2 separate regions of the Gasterosteus aculeatus genome follow, and region 1 is linked to region 2. The links are chromatin contacts, called in public Hi-C maps. All regions are on one chromosome and are shown on one strand. The core of a region is the stretch at or near the end of the contact, and the rest is flanking DNA. Distances in the headings are between cores, read along the strand shown.

Region 1 (7,322 bases), core at 1,040-3,539, 180 kb before region 2:
GCTTTTAACAAAGAACAACAAAAAAACACCTATTGCATGACAAATTATTGACTATAAAAAATAAAACAATGTTAATCTATTTAGTCTCATTGTGAATTAGGAAATAAGTCCCCTTGCTAACAGAAAGCCTGATACATCTTACCGTGAATGGCACATTGTTGACGCTCCCCACAGAAAAACAATTGTCTCCAGGGTTGACGGCTCCTGTGAGGACCTGATGGAGATTCATGGCTCTTATTTCCGGTCTCCTTGTGTTCCTTCTGCGGTCGCCCTTCTCAAAACACCCTTCCACTCCAGGTGAGATTCATGGGAAACCATGGGAAGGACGTGTTCATCTTTGTCCTTATCCTGGGAACTCACTTCAGTGTCTTTGCAGGCTTGCTGTACTGAAGAGAGAAACAACGAGACGGAAGACATAAAACAGAGAATATATTGTTTCAGTACACATCAAGCCTAGAGCATATTACTAACATGGATATTGATTCAACACTCAGCATGTGGGAGAAGGAAATAAATGGTCTGCAAATTGTTTTCATTGAATTATAGTTTTCATACAGAGCATCAAGAGTTTTTCTGCACCGGTCAAAAACAGCATGAAATGGGTCTCACAATGGGACCATTGTATGAAAACATGCTGGCAGTATGGGAAACCAACTAGCTGCAAATAAGCATCAAACCTATTCGGCACACAGACAGTGGAAATTGGCGTCATGGGTCACTTGATCAAGGTTAAAGACTGAATTACCCTAAAACTCGTACTACTTGTGTGAGCTGATCATCTTTCACTGCCGCTCTAATGTAGTGAGTTTCTTGATTGTCAAACTAATTAGTATCTATTAGGAATTGGAGTGACCACCAGGTTGAATACAGCCAGATAAATAGCAGGGAGGCCTTTCAGGAAGCGTAAAAAAATAATAAAAAAAATCAGCAAGCTTGATTAGTCTGATGACAGCACACGTCCAGTGTTGTATAATCCTTGAAAAGGCAAGAATGTCTAGCAGCTTCTGTTCACTGCCCACGTAGAAAATTGTGTCATGTGTATATGAGAGAAGCAATCGTATGACTGCCATAGCTAAATTAGATTACAATGAGAGGTTTTGATTGGCCTTTTGACAGACCCCCATCTGTCCAATAGACACTAAAAGGCCTTTATAAAAAAAGAGTGCAGAGCAGGTGCCAGAAGTGATTCAGCGCCAAGCAGCAGTCTCACTTACACCTTTATTCCACTTCAGCTCACCTTTGCTTTACCACTTGTTTTACAATGCTCGTGCAATGCAAAGGATTTCTCAATACTGATGGTTATAGGTCAACATCCCGACTTAAGTAGCTGTATCGTGACAATGGGACGTCTGGTATTAGGAAACATATATAAAATAAAAAAACAAACACATTACGTCTCCTAAAGCCATATTGCTGACTCGGTTAACGTTAGCGAACGTTACATATTTCTGTTCCGGGGAAAGGCACATGACTTAATAATATAATAATTATTATTATTGCAACCGTCAAATCGCCGTGTAATGTCTTTTAAGCGGACGACGGGTGTCAAAATGTTTTCGTGCACAAACACACGGTTCAGTGGTTTGGAGGCGACGCGCGTCATGTCGTCCGTGCGGTGGCGACTCACGTGATAAACGTTTCCCCACCAAACAGCCCAACTGAGACCGCGTCTGGGTCACACCGTGGGCCCGGTACGGATGAGACACACAGGTGGTCGAGTGTCCCGATGACTTCAAGCAAACACCTGACACGTTAGCCAGCGGCCAACTACCTGTGTTCAAGTCGTCGAATGCTGTGGCTAACTTGGCTGTCAAGTTTGGCTAACGTCAAACTGCAGCTTCACCAGTAACACAAACACCGCGACACAACCTGACGTTAAACGCGGTGGCGCGCTACTTACCCCGCGTATCTACTTGATAATGTCCCTCAAAGCCCGTGTCTTCGATGCACGTAGGTTACCTCTCCGCCGTTAAACGTCACGTCCCCTCGGCTAGCTGGCGTTAGCGCGCGCTAGCATGCGAGGCTGTCTTCTATCGAGCTGCGGAGCGAGACAGCTAGCTAAACATTCGGTCACGTGTGCACGCCTGACAATCTGTGCTGGCTGAGACCAGCGGCTTTATGAATACTTCTGCGAGCGCTGACCGCGGGAAGGGGGCAGCGTCTGCCCGAGGTTAGCAAGTAAAACGCTTCCAAGAGGGAAGCTTTTTCCCATGTTGAAGATGTGTCATGATTATGACCGTTCGCTGCAGTGCATTGTGGTCCTTGTAGTTGCCCTGTGACATCAGCGCAGGGCCTGCAGGCTCGCAGCGGACACCTCACGTGTGGCTGTTTGTTTGTTTTTTACAGTTGTTTTCTGTAGACGAGTATTACATAACTGCAATGTGATCATATGGTGAAATATAAGTCATATTTTCCTATTTAACAGTGCCCCTAAAGGGGTTAAAGTAGCTTTTACTAACTTGAATGGATTTGCAACCACCATTTAACCCATGCAGCATCGAGATGAGTAAGCAGCACATGATAACTATGTAAACGCAGATCGGTCGGGATGCTGCTATATAGGCAATGGTTGTACTTGGTGTAACAATGGTTGTACTTGGTGTAACAGTGTACTGTAACAGTGTACTGTTACACTTAACCCCAACATGGCTTTGACTATGATGTGTGAATGGTGAGAATGATAGTCACCGATGGGTTACAGGTGCCACTGTGTATGGTAGCTAGCTTCCATCATTGTATGAATGACATGTAGTGTCAAAGCCCTTTGAACGGGGAGAAGTGTGTTTGTTTACCATTAACATTAATGTCCTGGTGAAATAACACACCCTGTATTAGTATTTCACTGTGAAGTAAAAATAACCCTCTCATGTGTGAATTCAGTGTGTGACAGTTTAAATGTGTTCTAAAGCTTGTCGAACCAAGTTTGTTTGTCATCCTAGACAGGTAATATCTATCGGCAACACTCTCTTTACTTATTTAGGGGCAAGACATTTTGGGCAACTGCTCATCTGCCATTTGCTGAGATTTTCAACCTGTTACTTTTCTAGTGTTGTAAAATGATATTTCCACAATGCTTGGTAGTCCAATGTAAATTCAATCTAAATCAGATTTGCATTGAGCCCATTAGCAACCACAGGATGTCACTGTTGCTCAATACTCTGGTCTCTAGTTTACTTTGACCACTATGGTAGAACTGGACTATATTCCGGTCTTATGATCAGATGTTATTTTTTGCTCTTGTTTTTTAAGTACATCTTTCTTACCCCTTTCCCTCATTCAGATCAATGGAGGCCTGTCGTTACGATGACTGAACGCTGACTTTACACAGCGTAAGATATTATCCCGGCTACATGACATTTAGCCTCCAGCTAACTTCTTAATTTCTACTTGTAAATATTTCTGCACATTCGACCCAATCTCCACGGGTAAAACACTGTTGAATGGGAAATTAATGAGGACGGGAGGGTGGAAGGCTTCTTACTCGATTAACGCGCTAGGAGATAAGTGGGAACGACAGTCACTATGAATAATTCAAATGGGTGACGTGGCAGTGACATTAAGGAAGGTTGGCGACATTCATCGTCCTGGGAGTTGGATGGTGATGATGAGGAAACTGTTGACTTCCCATTCAGGAAGTAGGTCACTGACTTATTAAATATGCATCTTTATTAGTGTGATAAATAGTGATTTATAGTTTTAATAAACACATATACGTGTGCAGGTTAAATGTATGTGCAAAAAAATGACATTATATTCTTGCACGCATGCATGCTTGTGCACACATGTACAAACACACACACACACACACATGGGTTTGTCTTTGAAAAAATCCACAGCGAAAATACGAATTCTTCCACAGACAAACTCTCGTCCACGGTGTATAAAGGATAGTGCTCTTCAGTGTGATATTGAGTTTTTTGAGTTTGTGTATGAGCGCCTTTGCCAGCAATAGTTTCTTTGTAGTGAAGATGCCTAAAAAGAAAGAAGAAGAAAAAATCTCTCCCGTCTGAAATTGGAAATAACTATAATGGAGTTTAGTGAATGTTAAAGCTCCCTGTGCCAGAGAACAGATGCTGATACTCAATTCAAGGCTTAAACCATTTTGTTTTATAGAGCACTATGTTAAAGTGAGCATACACATACATGCATATAGCTATTATTACAGTTGCATAAGGGCAGAGCGCTAAAACCAGTCCAAACATATTGCAATTTGAATGTGTCAGCATCGCTAAAGACCTACATCGACCGTTTCAAGATCGCTGACGCGCTTCCTCTTCCTCTTCACCTCCAATGTCTTTTGTCTCTAATATACAACACATATCTTCTAAAAAGGTATAATTGGTAAAACGATCCACCATGTTTATGAGTTTCTCGATTTTTTGTGGGACAATTTGTTTATATATTACGATCTCATCATAGGAATACAATAATATGAAAACAACAAAAAACAGATATTCTCAAGCATGACACTATTGCGTAACATCACAAGAGGGCAGTGTTGAAACACAAACAAATTGTGCTGAGGAGCTGAGGCCGTCCTACCTGTGAAGTCGCTGCAATTTAACCCTCATGACCAAACGCACACTCGGCCGCCGAGCACTCCCATCTCTGCATGTGAAACGAGCACATGGCAAAGCCAGAACACAGGCTGGCAGGAAGAACCTCAAACCACTGGCCCGCTCACTTTCAACAGTCATGTAAAAGGCATTTTCAAATTACCCCGACACAAATCCTGATCTAGAAGAATTGGGGTTTCGCTCCAGAAAACACAGACTGAGCCCCAGCTGCTTCGGAGGCTGGATTCTGTCCTTCCTGATGCATAATCCATGAGTTTTTATTTTCCCCTTGAAATGTGAGTGGCCTCTTTGAAGTGTTTTGTGGTATTATAATGCCGCGGTTTTGACGAGTAATAATGTTGATGTCTTGTATGAGCTGTAATTACTGGATCTGGAGGTACGAAGGCAATGCCAGAATGGGCTTGAAGTCTCAGTGTGGTCGTGCTTTGATGTTTTCCCACTGGGGTTGGGGGGGTTCAGGGGAGGGGGGACTTTTTCCACATTGGGGGGGAAAATACCCACAAGTTGCTGAACTTTGACAGACAGACAGGAACACAGGCAAGCCAGCAATGATGATGCTTGAACGCAAATGAATTCAACTAACCATTTAATGATCAGCTTTGGTAATCACGTAAACGATCAATGCTCTCATGTCGGTATAATTACAATTATCCTTCACACACACTTATCCGATGATAAGCTTTCATTTCGGTACCTGTAAAACTGCACGGAGAGGGACAATGGGCTTTGTTTGCTCCGAATAAACCCGACCAGCTGCGCTGCAAAGCGCTATGATAATGTTTTTGTTATTGCAATCTCCGGCAGACTTTGCGTGTTTGCAATCCACCGGCTCTTCCTCCTCGGCCCCATCGTTTCAACACTGTCCTACATTGCTGCGCATCGCAGTGACCCGAGTGGAGGCATCCTTGGCCGTGAATCTTGTTGAGTCATCTGGAGTTGAGTGTGTGAATGCGTGCGCGAAAGGCCCTGCGTACATCGGCGGTGTGTGTCCATCTGCGCGGGCGTGCGTCACTGCGCGGGGTGTCTGCGAGTGCGCTGGCTGAGGCTCGGCGGTGACTGGGAAACGACGCAAACGGGCTTCACAGGCTTCACAGGCGGAGGAAGAGGGGTTAGCAGGCAGCCGGCAGGATATCCCATCACATTAAGGCTGCCGCTGCGCCCACTTTGCCACGACTCTTCCCAGCAAGAGGTCGGCGGAGGTCAAGCAGGCCCCTCCCCCTGTCATTATGCTTCCATCACCTGCCGTCCGCTCTGTGCTGACAACAGAACTTTCTCCTCTCTCTCCTCAACCTTTACTCTTGGAAGCAGCTTTAGCTTCTCGCTTGCGCTCAGCCCCTTTTTCTTTTTTGTCTGACTTTGTCTTTCTGATTTTCACATCTCCCCCTCCTTCCTCTCCATCTGTTCCCCGGCAAGCTTTTCAAAGTCCTTTTATTTGTCTCTGTTTTGCTCTTTTGATAACTCCACATCACTGTCAAGGTCCTTGTGCCGTGTTCTCTTGCAGATTCGGGGGAACTCAGGGGTCCCTCTTTCTTAGAGCTTTTGTCGAGTCTGCAGCCGATCTCGAGATTGCAACAGCGATACCATCCATCCACAGCTGCTCTCCCAGACAGCCTGAGCCGCAGTCTGTCAGAGGAGGATCTCTGGTGAGTCTTTTAGCGAAGGAGGAGAGAACTACCCGCGCCTTGTGAGGCCTGAGAGCGCCACCCGATGTGTGTCAAAATTACAGCTCAAATCTGGGGCAAGTGGTAATGCAATATAGATGTTATATTGTACTGAATATTTCATTATACTCAACAATGTACTAGAATAATGTATGTGTATCGACCAAACCGAGGAACAGAGGCGACAATTTGATGTCTTCATGTTCCTTGTCATGCAAGTTTGAAGGGAAACCTTTGAGCCGTCGACGGCCGCCGGAAAACCGAGCAATTTGAAACAAAGGCATATCGCACTAAAAACTACAGGTTAGCTATTGCATCTTATCAGATATTCAAATTCACAAACGTGTGCATATTTCTGTACTGTGGATCCCTTCTTGTTTTTCAGCAGGGTTCATTTGTTTTTTTAAGCAGCACCGCCTGGATGTTTTTTCGACTTTGTTCGAGCTCAGCTCTCTTCATCATCAGATGCTTCGGCATCACTCTGTGTCTGGCTGCCGCCTCCCGTCTCAAGGAATGCGCAGGTAACTTGCTTAATGAGGAGACAAGAATATTTCCCCATGATTTAAGGAGAGATCACAGAGCTGCATCCCGCTCAAACAACCCCCATTTGATCATAAATAAGATACAGATGAGGAATCGTCTGCATCTTCTATCAGAAGAAACTACACTCAAGTAGGAATATTGTCCAAGTATACTGTTTGTATTACCTTCACTTAAAGGATCCACAATGTATATGGATGTCATATTAACAGAATCCACTCTAGACGACCTCAAATCAAGGATTACACGTCAACATTCCCGAACACTTCAAATAGTCTGTCCGTGGGGGAAATGTGCAATCCAGCATTTGGTGTGATGAATGTTGAATATACCTGTAATGGCTCTCGTTGGGCCATTATGCACCATGATATCTGGTCATTATGCCTCTCTTGATTTATACTGCTTCTGTGGATCCTCACCCACGGTGACCTACATTCTCTTTCATCCCGACCATCAATCATTTAGCAGTTCAAAGCAAAGACTGTCTGTGGGGGAACGCAGAGGGCTGAATCATAATAGCATTAATTCTCCAAAGACACTGTGA
Region 2 (7,380 bases), core at 1,717-4,216:
AGAAAAGTTACGTTAAGGCAGAGGTCGTTTCCGGGATCAATGGCTGCCACGGCCTTCTGCTGGCAGGAACAAATCCATGGGGGGGGTGACTGATGGTTACATGCTGCTTATTTACATGCCGTTAGATCTTGATTCCCTTGACGTTGTAAGAAATTCTTTTTGATGTGTCAGTGCTTTATCCAGCTATCGGGAGGACATTTTAAAGATGAATGTGACAACTCGTTAGCTGAGAAGGAACCTCTTTGTACGGCAAAAAGCTGGAAATGAATTCACACAAAAGCAGGTCAGTCTGGATCGTGTCAATTCTCAATTTAGTATCAAGCGACTATAACGTTGCCACCAAACGGTGCTCGGTTCAAAGGGATGAAAAAGTGTCTGGGAGAGGATTGATCTGACACGGCGGTGACCTGCTCAGGTCGAGGTCTGCGCTTGTGAGAGCTGTCTGATGGTAACGACGGCTGAACAAATACAGTTGTTTATCAAACTCACCTTCTTCGGGGCAAAGGTGTTGTGCTTGAGTTTCTCCACCAGCTCGGGTCCGGCCGCGGCCCAGGTTAGAGAGAACACCTCGGCCTTTTCAGGGTTTAGATGAACCGCCTCCAGCTGTTGCTGCAGAGAGGTCGGCTTCACATTATAATACACCGCCTGAGGAGGAGAGGGGGCACGGGTCAGGGCACTAGCTTTACACGCCGTCCACCGAGGCTTATCAACAGTTAGCTCTTACAGATGTGACTAATGCCACTCCAGACACTTAACATGGCTCCGTGTTAAAACTACTCATGATACAACAGCGACCCCAGCTGGAGACTCACAATGCGACGCACACTAACGGAGACAAAAGCCCTGAAAATATATATTTTAGCAAAACAGAAAAATAGTAATTTGCATGTTCTTTTACGTCAGTGTCTTTTTGTTTGTCAGTTGAATGCACTGAAACAAAATAATATAAGTGGGCTAAAATGATGTTCTTTCTTTCCCAATACCCAAGCAACGTGGTCATACAGAACATTGTTTTTCTCACTTGGCCTCCGATATCACAGCTGATACCTAATGTCGAACCCTTAAATTCATTATATTTAACTGAGCTAACTAAATATGCAGTATTAACAAATACAACTTATTTTTCAAAAATACCTAAAATCTAGTAAAATTACGCTATGAAGAAAAATAAAATGTCAGATGTCTGTAACAAATGTCAGACGACCGTCCCTCCTCACCTGCTCCAATATGAAGGCAGCCGTTTCCAGGACGAGACTCAGAGCCTGTTTATCCAACGAGAGCGCAGATTGAAGTTTCTCTTCCTCCTCCTCACTGAATGTCCGCTCACCCTGTGTACGAGACGTGATTCACTCATTGATTGTTTGAGACTGATCGTTTTCAAAGCAAATATTGGATTGAAAGTCAAATGCACAAATATTTAAACTATCTTTAGAATAGATTGTATTGTGGCCTCTGACACACAGGTAATGTCCAACAGTTCAAATGCATTTTATTCAGACATTTGGACAACCGCCAGGGAGTTATGCACGTCTACGCACCCTTTCCGCAGTAAAATTAACATTAACAGTGGCTCTACATATGATATGTAACAGGAAGCCATGTCAGTGAGCAATCACATTAAACATTTTAAACTAGTCAGGTGCACCTGTGCTTTTCAGGCTTTAACAGGTTTTGATGTCTTTTAAATATTCTCATTTGAACAAACAGTGTGTCATGTGTCTGCACTTCAAAAAAACACAAGTCAACATATACATTGTTTTTAGCATTACTGACTGGAAACTTGACAGCCAGTGAAATCTTGTGAAGAACCAGTGTGATTGAGACGTGCGTGCATTCGTTAGAGCCGAGTGTGACTGATGCTCCAGCGGCTCATTATGCACTGCGCTCGCTCGTCTCTGCGTGTGCACACGGTCTCCGCACCTTCAGGTGAAGCTTTTGTATGATGCGGGAGATCAGCCTGGAGAACTTGTTGACGTCAATCGCGTTGATGAAAGTCACCGCTTCTTTAATGCTGTTTCGGAGAGAGAAGTGTCGTGAGTGTTAATGGCGGCTGCGTAGAAAGGAGTCAGGTCGTTTAGTGAAGAAACAAATTTCACGGCTCTCTGCTGGAGTATGATGTCATACATGACAGGTGCGTCCCGCTTTTAAAAGCAACTACTTTACACCGATAACAAACACACAAACTACAAACAACACAGCAATGAACACCTATAGCATCATATGCAGCAGTGTCTTCTATATATTGCAATGGGTTCCGTGGGAAAATTATTATTTTGGACTTATTCTATTGTTTGAATAGTTCTTACACTGAAAAACATCCCATTTTGGTCTGTGGCAAACGGTTTTGTTTTAATTTTTCAATTGAAATGATTGAAGTCCTGGTTTGGACCTTTAAAAAGGCAAGTTGTACGTCTAAAAACTTTAGTTTGCAAGTCCTTAAAGATTTGACTTACTAAGTTACAACATTTGACCTAATGAGGACAGCAGCTACAGAAACCATTCCAAAACTAGTGTAAGCTTTTTGCTAAGGTCCATTAAAACAACAAATCAATACCGGGAACCTTTTACGGGATTTGGCAACAGGTATCGTCACGTAAGCAGACGTTACAGAAAGGATTTACTTTCTCTAAATACAATCTAAAAGCTCACCTCTCCGTTTCTTTTATAAACGAAGTCATTGTTGATTGTTGCTTTCTGCAAATGAAACGTGAACAGTCTAAATGTGTTGCAGCAGCGGCGGGGGCGGCGGCGTCCTCACTGTTGTTCCTTCTTCCTGTTGTCACGAGACGAATCCCGTGACGCTCAAAGCTGCGTGATTATGCGCAGCAAAGCGCAGGAGAGACACGATACATTTTTTTAGTTTGCGTAAAAGCTGCGCACGATGAAGTATCTGCTGCAGCAGTAACTACGGAATACGCGATGGACAAACAGAGCCGGCGACAGATGCGCGAACGGAAGCGTCATTGTTTCCCTGCCATGCTTCAATTAGTACTATACGTACTATATAACACATGGCGTATTTAAAAATAACAAAAATACTCCATTACAAATTAAATACAATAGTTCTAATGCAGCAGCACAGGATTGCTAATAGGAAGAGTTTTTAAAGTCAACTTATGCGTTATATTTTTATATATCAGTCACTGACAACCATTTAATTCTTGTTCGACAATGTGGAAGATTACTAGTGTAATAATGCATCCTATCAAGAAAGCAGATGTGTAAAAAGTGTGCCAAATAAATGTGTCAAAGTATAAATTACATTTTCATCTTAAATGTAGAGGTAAGGTTAATAGATTACATTTTAGAAGTACTACAAAAGGTTAATATGGAAAGGATACCCTTTATAAAGTCCCTATGTCAACATGCTTTGTTGTTCATAAATGATTTATTAATGCTTTGAGAGTCTGTGGAGTCATTAATAAGACAAATCATAGGTCAGGTCATTACAAAAGACCCATTGGCTTTTTATTAATGTATATATCCACATATGTGCAGTAATTCAAGGGCGGGAATGACCAGGCAAAGAGTTTTCACAACCCAAAATGTATTCGACTAACTGCTCATAAAATATATATATATATATATAAATAAATAATGGATGAGTGCATTTTCTATTGACCATTAATAAAGTCATCAGTGGAGCATCATTACCGGGGACCACGTAGATATGCTGCATCTATGGCAATATTGTTGAGATTACAATACAAGAGTAACAAAATAGATAGATATAAACTTTATTAATCCCCAAGGGGAAATTTGTGCGCAATAGCAGCAGTACAGTAAATAAAGTGAGAATGAAAAATGCACAATAAGGCAATCACAAAAAGTTGAGTTGACAGTTTATTATGTTGGAAAAAAAAAGGTCATGCAAATTAAAATTAAGATCATTATTGATAAGACATGATAAATCATTTTAAAATATTTTGCATACAAATAAGAAAAGAGAAAATCATTTCAGTATATATATATATATATCCATATTTCCACACACAGCATATCTGTAATAGAATATTCTTTTCACTGAGGTTACAAACAAGCGGTAATTCATGAAGATGTCAATACTGTGGCAGACCTTTTTTGATTTGATATTTGAAGTAGTTTCATGCGCTTACCTTCATTGATTCATTTCTCTTGTCCGGAATTACCAAACCAAAAAGAATTTCCCATAACGTAACCACCTGCCACGCGGTCTCCTTAAGTAAACACTTGAGTCGGTGAAATCATTTTAGTTACAAACTGTCACAGATCTGTTCTGTAGCAGCTTAACGTCAACCTCCACCGAGGCATAAGGAATGTACCACAAATAAATAAATACTTCATTTTTCCTTCCAAGAGAAGGAACAAACAAAAAACATGAAACCTTTTTTGTTTGTTCAACAGGAAAAAAAGAAAAGAAAAGAAAAGAGGAGTAACACCAAAACAGGGAGTGTCAAACAGGACCAGAAGCTGTGTAGTTGATACAAGTTAGTAGTTTGAGGTTTTGGTAAGCAGATTGCATCGCGGTAAACATCGGCTGACTGCAGCTTCACGACCTCGCTGCCGCTACTTGAAGGAAGGTAAATTTGGCACTTTGATGCTGATGTCGCCAATGTTGATGTTTCTGGGCATTTCCGGCAGGTTCATGTTCTTTACCGCTGACACGGCACGAGCAGGCGCTCCTGCAATACCGGCCTACAAACACACACACAGGGTTGATAAGAATAAGATAAAATTAGTGAATAAAAAAAAAACAAAAAAACATGTTACATAGAAACACATGAACAATGGACACAGACACACATACTGTGCTAAAGAAAGCACTAGAACCAAAGAACACAAGTGCTGACAGAATGCAAAAGCACTGACAGCTACTAAGACAGACAAGTGCAAATGTACATTCAGATGCCTTCATAGCTTCATATGCACATGCATTAGTGGGTTCTATAATGACTTACATCACAACCAGAGCCAATTATGAATCAACTGTGAGGACACAGTGTACTAGACCATTCACTAATGTACTGGACATCGGTCCGATGGACAAAAGGCAGCATTGCTCTGGAAAGTGGACCCACCGGATTTTGGAGGACCGATTTTAGGGCAGAAATGCAAGAATTGGGTAAAGCAGAAAAAATGGATTTGGTTGGATGTGAAGACGGAAATGATTTTTGGATAGATAGGCGTGTATAGAATGTGTGTGTCGTCCACATACTATTAACTAAACACTACTAGTGTTACTGTTCTTCTAGTGGATGGAGTTACTTCTGGAAAAGACAACACAGCCTGCAGCCATCTCTGTGTGCACATTGGAGAGTAGAGGAAGGAGAATATTGTGCCATTGACACATCTGGTGTGTTAACTACTGATGACATGAGGCGGCCGTCAGCCAGGTGCTACTAAACTACAATGGGAAATCTATTCTTGGGGACAAAAGGAGGGCACTTCACTCTAACACAATGAATCTCATTACGTAACCGTGAGGAGCAACGGCTTTGTTGTTTGTTTGTTTTTTTAAAGGAAAGTATCAGGATGTTTTTTGTGGAACATCAATTAGAGGTTTTTGTCCTAAGTGTGTGCAGATGTTGAGAGTCACTGCGGTTAGAGATCGCCCTCAACGGAATCTTCAGCAGACAAACCCAAAAATGACCCCACGGGTTTAAGCCATCAGAGGGAACTGTGTGCCGTCGTTGCTCTGTTAAGAGCGCATTCAAACGTAACCATCTAGTGATGCGGGAATGTGGATTCATCCACTTATCACAAGGTTATTTCAATGGGCCGCTTGTCTTATTGGGCATTCCTCCATCTGCCAGGAATCAGACAGACTTGTGTTAGAGGGGAAGGACAACTGCGGCGTGTACCGGGAGGAATGCTGATCCGGCTCACGGGCGCAGTATTCAGGAGTCGGACTCAAGAAAAGAAAGATTCTGTCCTGGCGGCCTGGAGACCCTCTGTGCAAGTGTGCTGGGTGACGAATATGTACAGAAATAGCACACCAGCTGTGTAACACAAGACAATGGCTCGATTCTCTGGAAGTTAAAATGATATTCTCAAATATCACCCCATCTTTTGGCTTTGACAGCAACCAGGGAAAGCGGGAAAAAAAAGGAGGAAAAATTGTGCTGCTTTTTATTGTGGTTCTCAGGCCAACAATCTGGGGTTTAAAGGGGGAGGCCTTAAAGCAATAACTTATCATTTTGGATAACAGGTACACCTGACATTCTATACAATAAAGCGCCAGCAACTACAGCTTCAGAAACCATGATCGGGTTGATGAACCGTCTCAAGTAACAGCAGCTCAACAACACAATCTACACAAAGACCATATTCATCCGTCTATTGTAACAGACATCTACTGCATCGTCATGCCCTTCCCATCACCAGTGGCAAAACATTTTTGGGACTGCCATGAAAGATTTCTGCTGTATGTTAGTGGAGTGAGTTTGATTCTACTGGGAGGGCCTTTCAGTGAGAGGGGGTGGGGGGGGTAAACTTCAGTTAAGGTTACGGAACTCGGTTGTAAGTTTAGCAGTACCTGTGTCTACCTGTCCTGCCTGGTAGACTGAAAGATAAACGTCTGTAAAGAGAGAGAAGAATGGAAAGAACTAGACAGGGTCAGGAAAAAGAGGAATGAGGAATGTTAAAGCAGATTTAAGTAATTACAGTTGATCTCCACAGGGGGGGGGGGAGGTGATGGGACCTATCGTAGACCACATCTTTGAAGCCAAAAAAACAGTTCTCAAGCTTTGCCCACTTTCGAGCCAGAAATGCAGATCATATTTAAGAAAGGCTGATGGGGAAAAACTCAAATGCCTGTCTTCAGCAGTCTGGAAGTGGAACAGCTCATTCCTTGTTCGCCCAGACACGGCCCTCTGAAAGGACTATGTCGTTTTGAATTAGCACCAGCGCGAAAAACACACACTGCGGTCTAGGGTAGGTCCCAGAGGGAAGGACGGAGAACAGTAAAGGAGTCTGCTTACAGAACGTCAAACGAAAAGAAGATTCTGTGTAAGTAGAAGCACACAATACAGGTCAGATTGTTAGAAAAAGTTGACTTTTACTCTTTCAAATCAATTTGTTGGATCGCATAATTGAGGTCAGCCAATTAAAAACCTCCTTCCTTGTTAATACAACAAATGAGTAGAACTTTGAATGGTTTTCTGATTGCAAAAGTAAGACTCCCGAAGAACATTGACTCAATATTTAGACGTCATTGCAGAGCTTTGTGAGAAATTTAAAAAAAACAAAAGCTACTTAAGTTGAAGACTGTTGAGAGGCTAAAATCCACATTCAGCAAAACCAATGATTTCATGAAATTGTCTCTGGCTGTCTGATTAAAATGTTCCGATAAGTAAACAAATGAAGCTGTATGGAAAGCAAAGCAGTGTCCTTGCATAGAGC

Evidence for each region. A called contact is a pair of places that touch in the nucleus more often than the background predicts.
Region 1: a contact with region 2 is called in a Hi-C map of liver, with 2.6 times the contacts expected there. The contact joins the promoter of dmxl1 here to the promoter of commd10 in region 2. A contact is called at or near these places in 5 of 6 Hi-C or Micro-C datasets (liver, skeletal muscle, tail fin and 1 more).

Annotation. Positions count from the first base shown.
Region 1 is chr13:6,525,637-6,532,958 of fGasAcu3.hap1.1, reverse strand. It overlaps dmxl1 (Dmx like 1), which reads right to left and starts at 2,289. Exons shown (of 51, transcript XM_040195678.2): 1 at 1,901-2,289; 2 at 143-386. The coding sequence starts at 229.
Region 2 is chr13:6,341,561-6,348,940 of fGasAcu3.hap1.1, reverse strand. commd10 (COMM domain containing 10) reads right to left here and starts at 2,966. Exons shown (of 7, transcript XM_040196196.2): 1 at 2,650-2,966; 2 at 1,921-2,011; 3 at 1,218-1,328; 4 at 490-645. The coding sequence starts at 2,678. ap3s1 (adaptor related protein complex 3 subunit sigma 1) reads right to left here. Exons shown (of 6, transcript XM_040195158.2): 6 at 3,831-4,674. The coding sequence ends at 4,546.